2 separate regions of the Oncorhynchus mykiss genome follow, and region 2 is linked to region 1. The links are chromatin contacts, called in public Hi-C maps. All regions are on one chromosome and are shown on one strand. Each heading gives the region's core, a stretch centred on a gene start, on an enhancer-like site or on the middle of the called end of the contact. The rest is flanking DNA. Distances are from core to core; before and after follow the strand shown.

Region 1 (3,358 bases), core at 246-2,745:
TGTGAAGCATTTATTTGGGCTGCAATTTCTGAGGCTGGTAACTCCAATAAACGTATCCTCTGCAGCAGAGGTAACTCTGGGCCTTCCTTTCCTGTGGTGGTCCTCATGAGAGCCATTTTCATCATAGCGCTGGATGGTTTTTTCGACTGTACTTGAAGAAACTTTCTGTCATTTCTCTTTGCTATTTGAGCTGTTCTTGCCATAATATTGACCTGGTATACCGCTATCTTCTGTATACCACCCCTACCTTGTCACAACACCACAGATTGGCTCAAACACATTAAGAAGGAAAGAAATTCCACAAATTAACTTTTAACAAGGCACACCTGATCATTTAAATGCATTCCAGGTGACTACCTCATGAAGCTGGTTGAGAGAATGCCAAGCGTGTGAAAAGCTGTCATCAAGGCAAAGGGTGGCTACTTTGAAGAATCTCAATATAAAATATATTTAGATTTGTTTAACACTTTTTTGGTTACTACAAGATTCCCTGTGCTATTTCATAGTTTTGATGTCTTCACTATTATTCTACAACATAGAAAATATTTAAAATAAAGAAAAACCCTGGAATGAGTAGGTGTGTGTATATATGTGTATATACATATATATATATATATATATATATATATATATATATATATAGCTCACTGTTGGAGCTAAGAACACAAGCATTTCGCAACACCCTTAATAACTCATGCTAAACGTGTATGCGACCTATAATATTTGATTTTGTTTCCTCTCAAGGCTTAAAAATCCATCTTTAACCTCTCTCCTCCATTCATCTACACTGCTTGAAGTGGATTTAATAACAGGTGACATCAATAAGGGATCATAGCCTTCACCAGTCTATGTCAATGTTTCCCAACCAGGGGTACCTGGGGGTACTTAGCCTATCCACAGGGGGTACTTGAGAAGACTCATGAGACCATAGGCCTACTGGTAAAATGCACATGAGATGATACTTCAGGGGTACTCTGGGCAGAGCAGAATTCCGTTGGTGGTACAATAACTGAAAAAAGATGGGAATCACTGGTCTATGTCATGGAAAGAGCAGGTGTTCCTAATTGTTTGTACACTCAGTGTAGTTTGTAGTGCCATGACACTTCTTTATCCACTCCCAGGAGGGTCAAATCTGAACAAAATGTACCTCGACGGGGCTGTAAAAAAACCTATACTAATTCATATATTTAAGAGTTATCCTTCCTGTCCCAGGCTTGTGAAGTTAATTTCGTTCTCCAAAAGACCACAGACTAAAAAGCTACAAACAAGAATCTAGCCACTCCTCCATAAACCCTTCCTCTGTGACAGCTGCTGAGCACTCGCTCTATCTTCTCAGCCACGAGGTGTCCACGCGCCGTTCCCGGGCGCTGATTGGTTACAGACGACACAAACATCGATGTTCATGCGCTGAGCCATGCTGTGCATTCTGCTTCCACATGCTCAGCTGAAGTGATCAACAACGCTGGTGAATCACTGGCTGGCCTCCTCATATAAAAGCTGCGCCTTCCTCCTTTGTTTGTAGCTCCTAAAGTTAACTTGACAGTAGGTTGGAGATATTTTTGGATAGGCTTACACGAAAGCAATATTTTTGCGCTGCTTCACAGTCGTAGTTCATTAAACCTCAATCAATCAATTAATTATATTGACCGTCTTATTGAACAACAAAACATTGATTTGGAGTTGGAATAACTCTGAACTTCTTGCAGTGTAACTATTAGACTTGGATATCGACTAAATAGCAAACATGGTTGCTATGCCGAAGAGAGTGAAGACGTTCGAGGTCATTTTCAGCGATCCTAGCAAGGCTTTCTACTGCAGTGGAGACAAAGTAGCCGGGAGGATCGTGGTGGAAGTAGCGGAGGTGACCAGAGTCTCGGCTATGAGGGTACTCGGAGTTGGATGCGCCAAAGTGGAATATGCCAAAGGAAAGCAGAAATGCAGAGAGCAGAATGAGTACTTGAGATACGAAGAAGTTGTTCAACTTGTTGACCACCCAGCTGGTAAGATCCTCATTGAATTATTCCGTAAAATCAATATGATGAATAACTTATTTTCAAGTGTAACGTTAGCCATGTAGATACGCATAATCGACGAAGATCAGTTTGTGATTATTACATGCATTTCAAATGTGACTGTCGCTGTAAGGCTCAAATTACAGATTCATGTGAAGTATCAAGTTAGTTTACCTAGCAGTTATGAGCTGTTTTTTAAACTGAAAGTGTCTCCTACTTCGGTAGTCATTGACTTCAGAGTTGAATTCCATGGAATGAATGACTGGCCTATGCAAAAGCTGCTGGCAGCAGTGGCTGAGCAGTATATGTGGAGTGTATACAGGGAATCCCATTCTGAGGTGTCAAAAACATCATCTGTTTCACAGTACTAGGCTGAGGGTAGCATGGTGTTCTTGGCAAACCTCCAACACTAGGCTAAATTTTTTTTTTTTTTTTTAAAGCAACCTTGTATCTTGCCGTTTCGATTAATCAGGCAAATCACCATTATTAAAACACTTTATTAACAATTTCAGATCATGATGGATCAGTTGTCCTAAGACCTGGCAACAAGTACGAGTACATGTTTGGATTTGAGCTCCCCCAGCAAGGGTAAGTCTCTTTACATTGGCCTGTATTTTAGTAAGTCAATACAATATAAAGCTTCCTCTGTATGTGGCTCTGCCTTATCTTTTTGTTTCCCCACAGGCAGATTGTGTCTTCCTACAAGGGCAAGTTTGGCTATGTCCAGTACTTTGTCAAGGCCTTGATGGAGAGGCCTGCTCAGCCTGCCCTGGAGTGCAAGAAGCACTTTGAGGTGGAGGAGCCCCTGGACGTGAACACCCCAGACCTGCTGGTGAGTTCATCTCTCACTTATCACAAAGCCTGAACTGCAAAAGTAAAAATAGCTGAGGTGCAAGCCAACTAGCCACCTGAACTCTGTGGAAACTCACCTTTTAATGGTATTGCTGATACACAACAGATGACAATCTGAAAGCATTAAGAGTGAGCAGTCTGTATCAGATGTTTCCCTTGAGTGTTAACTTCAACCAGCCTTTAGAATTACAGTTGTGACATGCCCAGATGTGATGCTTCAGGTTGGGCACCTGTGCCTCATCCTGCTCAGCAGTCTTCCTTGTAAAGCATGGACAGATTTGACCTCATGCAATTAAAGTCATAGGTCCTAGAAGTCTTTAAACAATTTAGAGAACTTGGCATTTGTGAACATGAAGGAATTGAATTTGAGATCTCAAAAGCATGGTTAAACATCTGTTAGTGAGCCCATGTGTAACCAGTTTCTTTCTCTCCTCTTCAGTCTCCTACAGGTGGCATGAAGGAGAAGAAGGTCACCTGCATGTTCATTCCCGACG
Region 2 (3,358 bases), core at 442-2,941, 41 kb after region 1:
CAAACCGGTGCGCCTGGCACCTACTACCATACCCTGATCAAAGGCAAATATTTTGTCTTGCCCATTCACCCTCTGAATGGCATACACACAATCCGTCTCAATTGCCTCAAGGCTTAAAAATAATTATTTAACCTGTCTCCCCCTTCATCTACACTGATTGAAGTAGATTTAATAAGTGACATCAATAAGGGATCATAGCTTTCACCTGGATTCACCTGGTCAGTCTATGTCATGGAAAGAACATGTTTTGGATACTCTGTGTATGATACCAGACACTCAAACAGCTCTTGCCCTGGCATGGTGTAGTCTCAGTTTGTGCCACTACTACAATGCTACAATAGGAGGTACAAATACAGGGTGTCCTTTCATGTTGTCCAGGATTTCATGTAGATCTTTTGTATGGTACAGTTTCAAACAAACTAACAAATTAGCAAGCACCAAAAAACAAAACGCACACACACATCCCGATTGCCCTCGTCAGTCTCATTATCAATGAACTGTTTAACAATAGAGACGTTCACCCTAACCTCCACAAAGTTGATGGTAAGCTTATGAACACCTGTGCACTGCCACGCACACAAACATACGGTGTGCTGAGTGAACAGAACGGGACATGAAGGACACAATAACAAACTTCTTCAATGTAACAAATAATTCAAGTGAACCTCAGCTACAGCCCGAGTTGGATGCTCCTACGTCCTTGTACAGACATAGCTACAGATATTGCAGCCAATGCATTTATTTTGATTGCATATGATGGTTATTGCTTTAAGTAAAGAAAGAACAGCATGTGTTGCATAACCTCACATTGTTTCCATGGTTGGCGGGAGAAAGTGAGATAAACAACAAGTTCCCCTCCTATGAACTGTTTTGAACATAGTTCAGAAGAGTATACTGCCCCCATGCAGATTATGGTGGAATTGCACCATCAGATACAGATTTGACTGAACAAGCATTGTACAAATCTACTACATCTGATCAGAGGAGGCAAACATGTGTTGTCTTAGTCACTTGCTAAGGAAAGCAGTTGTGATAGCAAAGCTAGGGAAGCATTGCAGCCGCACAATATTGTGCCATATCCTTGGGAAAACACAATGACACATGGAGTAAAACAGTCAGATGCATTGCACTATCACACTCTTAACACGCACTTTCCATTGCTTGTCCCTACACACAAGTTTGATGAGTCTATTGTTCTAAGAGTTCATTTTCTCTGCAGACACCCACCCATGAAAAGTTTCAGTAGAGTACACAGCACACAATGTTCCAGCCATGTTCTCTCCCATCATAAACAAAAGGCAAACCGCAATACCACTTCCGCCCTTAAAAGAGGAAACGCGATATTGCTCACCTTTTTTTTTTAGCATGCCTTATTGCACTGTTAGGCTTGCATCAATAACCACCAATTATTTTCCCAAATGTTTTGAGATAGCACCCAAACATAAACCCAGTAGAAGACACTGAGAAAATGGACGAGCATGGTAGGGGACAGAGGGTAACAGGGACTAACCTATATACGGTTCAAACACTAGGTTGTGGACAAAGAAATAAGTGTGTGCCCTTGTAAAAACCGGAGGGTGTCGCTTGTTGTGAAAAGGGTTGCCAGCACTATTGCCACAGGCCATTCCACTCCATAAGGCTGACATTCTTGTAGGCAGTTCAAATGTAGGGGCTGTCGAGAGCTGTAAATTGTCGCCTGCTTTGCCAGACCCTAGAATCTTCTCTGGTTACGTCCCTTGACCCTGATTCAAGGGGGAGCAGCATGGCTCGATTCCAGAAAGTGGGATACCCATGGAAGGAGTGTGGTGAACAAGTCCACGGTTATGTTCATTGGGGACACGCAACAGAAAATATTTTGCCACGGAAAACAAACGTTTGTGTTGCTCTCAACAGCCCAGGTACTCCCTTTCTGTTTGGTGCCAAATTAACACAACCTTGTTTTGAAGGAGCATTCTGTGATTTTGACGACAAACTCTTCAGAATCAGTCAAGAGGCTCTTTGTTTGCATGTCCTCCTCTATTTAGGTTCAATCTCAAATTGGGTAATAAAGTAATCAAATAAAATCTCTTCTGTATTGACAGTGGATAAAATGCACAATAAAGTGATGAAACTGAATTGGTGACGTTTAATCATAAACTCAATGACATTATTTCCCTCAATCAAAAGAGTTACATGAGAACAGTTGAATCCCCAGCAGTATCATAACTGCAGAACCAACTCAGCGAAGATCACAGGATGAAGTTTTATGTAATACATTTTTCACCAGAGCCCCTGAAAAAGCGGCGTTTTCACCCTAAAACAAATGGTGTCCAGAACAATCCTGTGCAATCTATAGACAACTGTGCGTGGGCCACACATGTGTAGTATACCGACTTCCCTCCAAGAAAAACACGTTGCACAGCGAAGAGTCATTCGGCAGAAAGAGCGGATGAGATATGCAGGTGTGTAAAACAGAACTCATGGTGGTGTGACCAACCGACAAAGGAGCACCGTCGCCTTCACTCCTTCTGTGTATGTGACAGTAGGTGGGGCTGCCACCACGAATAGAAAGGCCCACAGAGCTTTGCCTTTGTTTACCGGTGGCTGTGGCTCTATGGTTCCCATACTGAACTTATGAATGTGAAGGCCGCCCGCTCAAGCTGAGTTGCGTTGACAATAGCGGGAGGGGACATCTTTGCTAGGGGTTAGGTCTGTGTATGCGAAGGCACAAATGAGCTACATGCTTAGTGATGTGAAACTCGTCTTTTAACATGACTCAATTTAGGCTGCGCTTTTCAGAACTGAAAGCCAAGTAGACTGCAGCAACTATGTCTTTGGAGGAACTGTACTCCTTAGCTCAGGCTAATCCACATGACCATAGGCAATACAATGCTAAGTTAACCTTATCTGAAGCAACATCTGCTGCTCAACTGGTTAGTTCAGGCAAACGTCTGAGGAAGTTGTGCTGTTCACATGTCTTTCCACACCTTGGATGAAAGGAAGTATTTTTTAAATTGAATTAGGCAAGTCAGTTAAGAACAAATTGTTATTTACAATGAGGCCCTCGCCCCGGCCAAACCCGGACGACGCTGGGCCAATTGTGCACAGCCCTGTGGGACTCCCAATCACGGCCGGTTGTGATACAGCCTGGATTCGAACCTGTAAATGTTTAAGTCCACACCCGAAACATTTGGTCTACTTAAAGTGATACAAGATGAACTTGTCGATACCATTTTTATGTCTATGTGCCCAGTACAAAGGAAGTTGAGGTAGTTTTGCGAGCCAATGAGCAATGACTGGAAGTCTATGGGTATCCTCTTTAAACGGCAGCCAGGGGGCTATGCAGAGTGGGCTTACACACACACAAGCGGTCAATTTG

The links. A called contact is a pair of places that touch in the nucleus more often than the background predicts.
Region 2: a contact with region 1 is called in a Hi-C map of blood, with 5 times the contacts expected there. The contact joins the enhancer-like site here to the promoter of LOC110496349 in region 1. A contact is called at or near these places in 3 of 3 Hi-C or Micro-C datasets (blood and liver).

The regions. Positions count from the first base shown.
Region 1 is chr18:44,427,710-44,431,067 of USDA_OmykA_1.1, forward strand. LOC110496349 (thioredoxin-interacting protein) reads left to right here and starts at 1,496. Exons shown (of 6, transcript XM_021572190.2): 1 at 1,496-2,000; 2 at 2,525-2,600; 3 at 2,697-2,844; 4 at 3,304-3,358. The coding sequence starts at 1,745.
Region 2 is chr18:44,468,255-44,471,612 of USDA_OmykA_1.1, forward strand. No RefSeq gene overlaps it. Among protein-coding and RNA genes, the nearest start is that of LOC110496350, 17 kb to the right of the region's middle. Within about 2 kb of position 1,692, at least 7 of the 11 cell types and tissues checked have an H3K27ac peak or open chromatin away from gene starts, as enhancers often do. A contact at or near this core is called in liver, where this site is marked.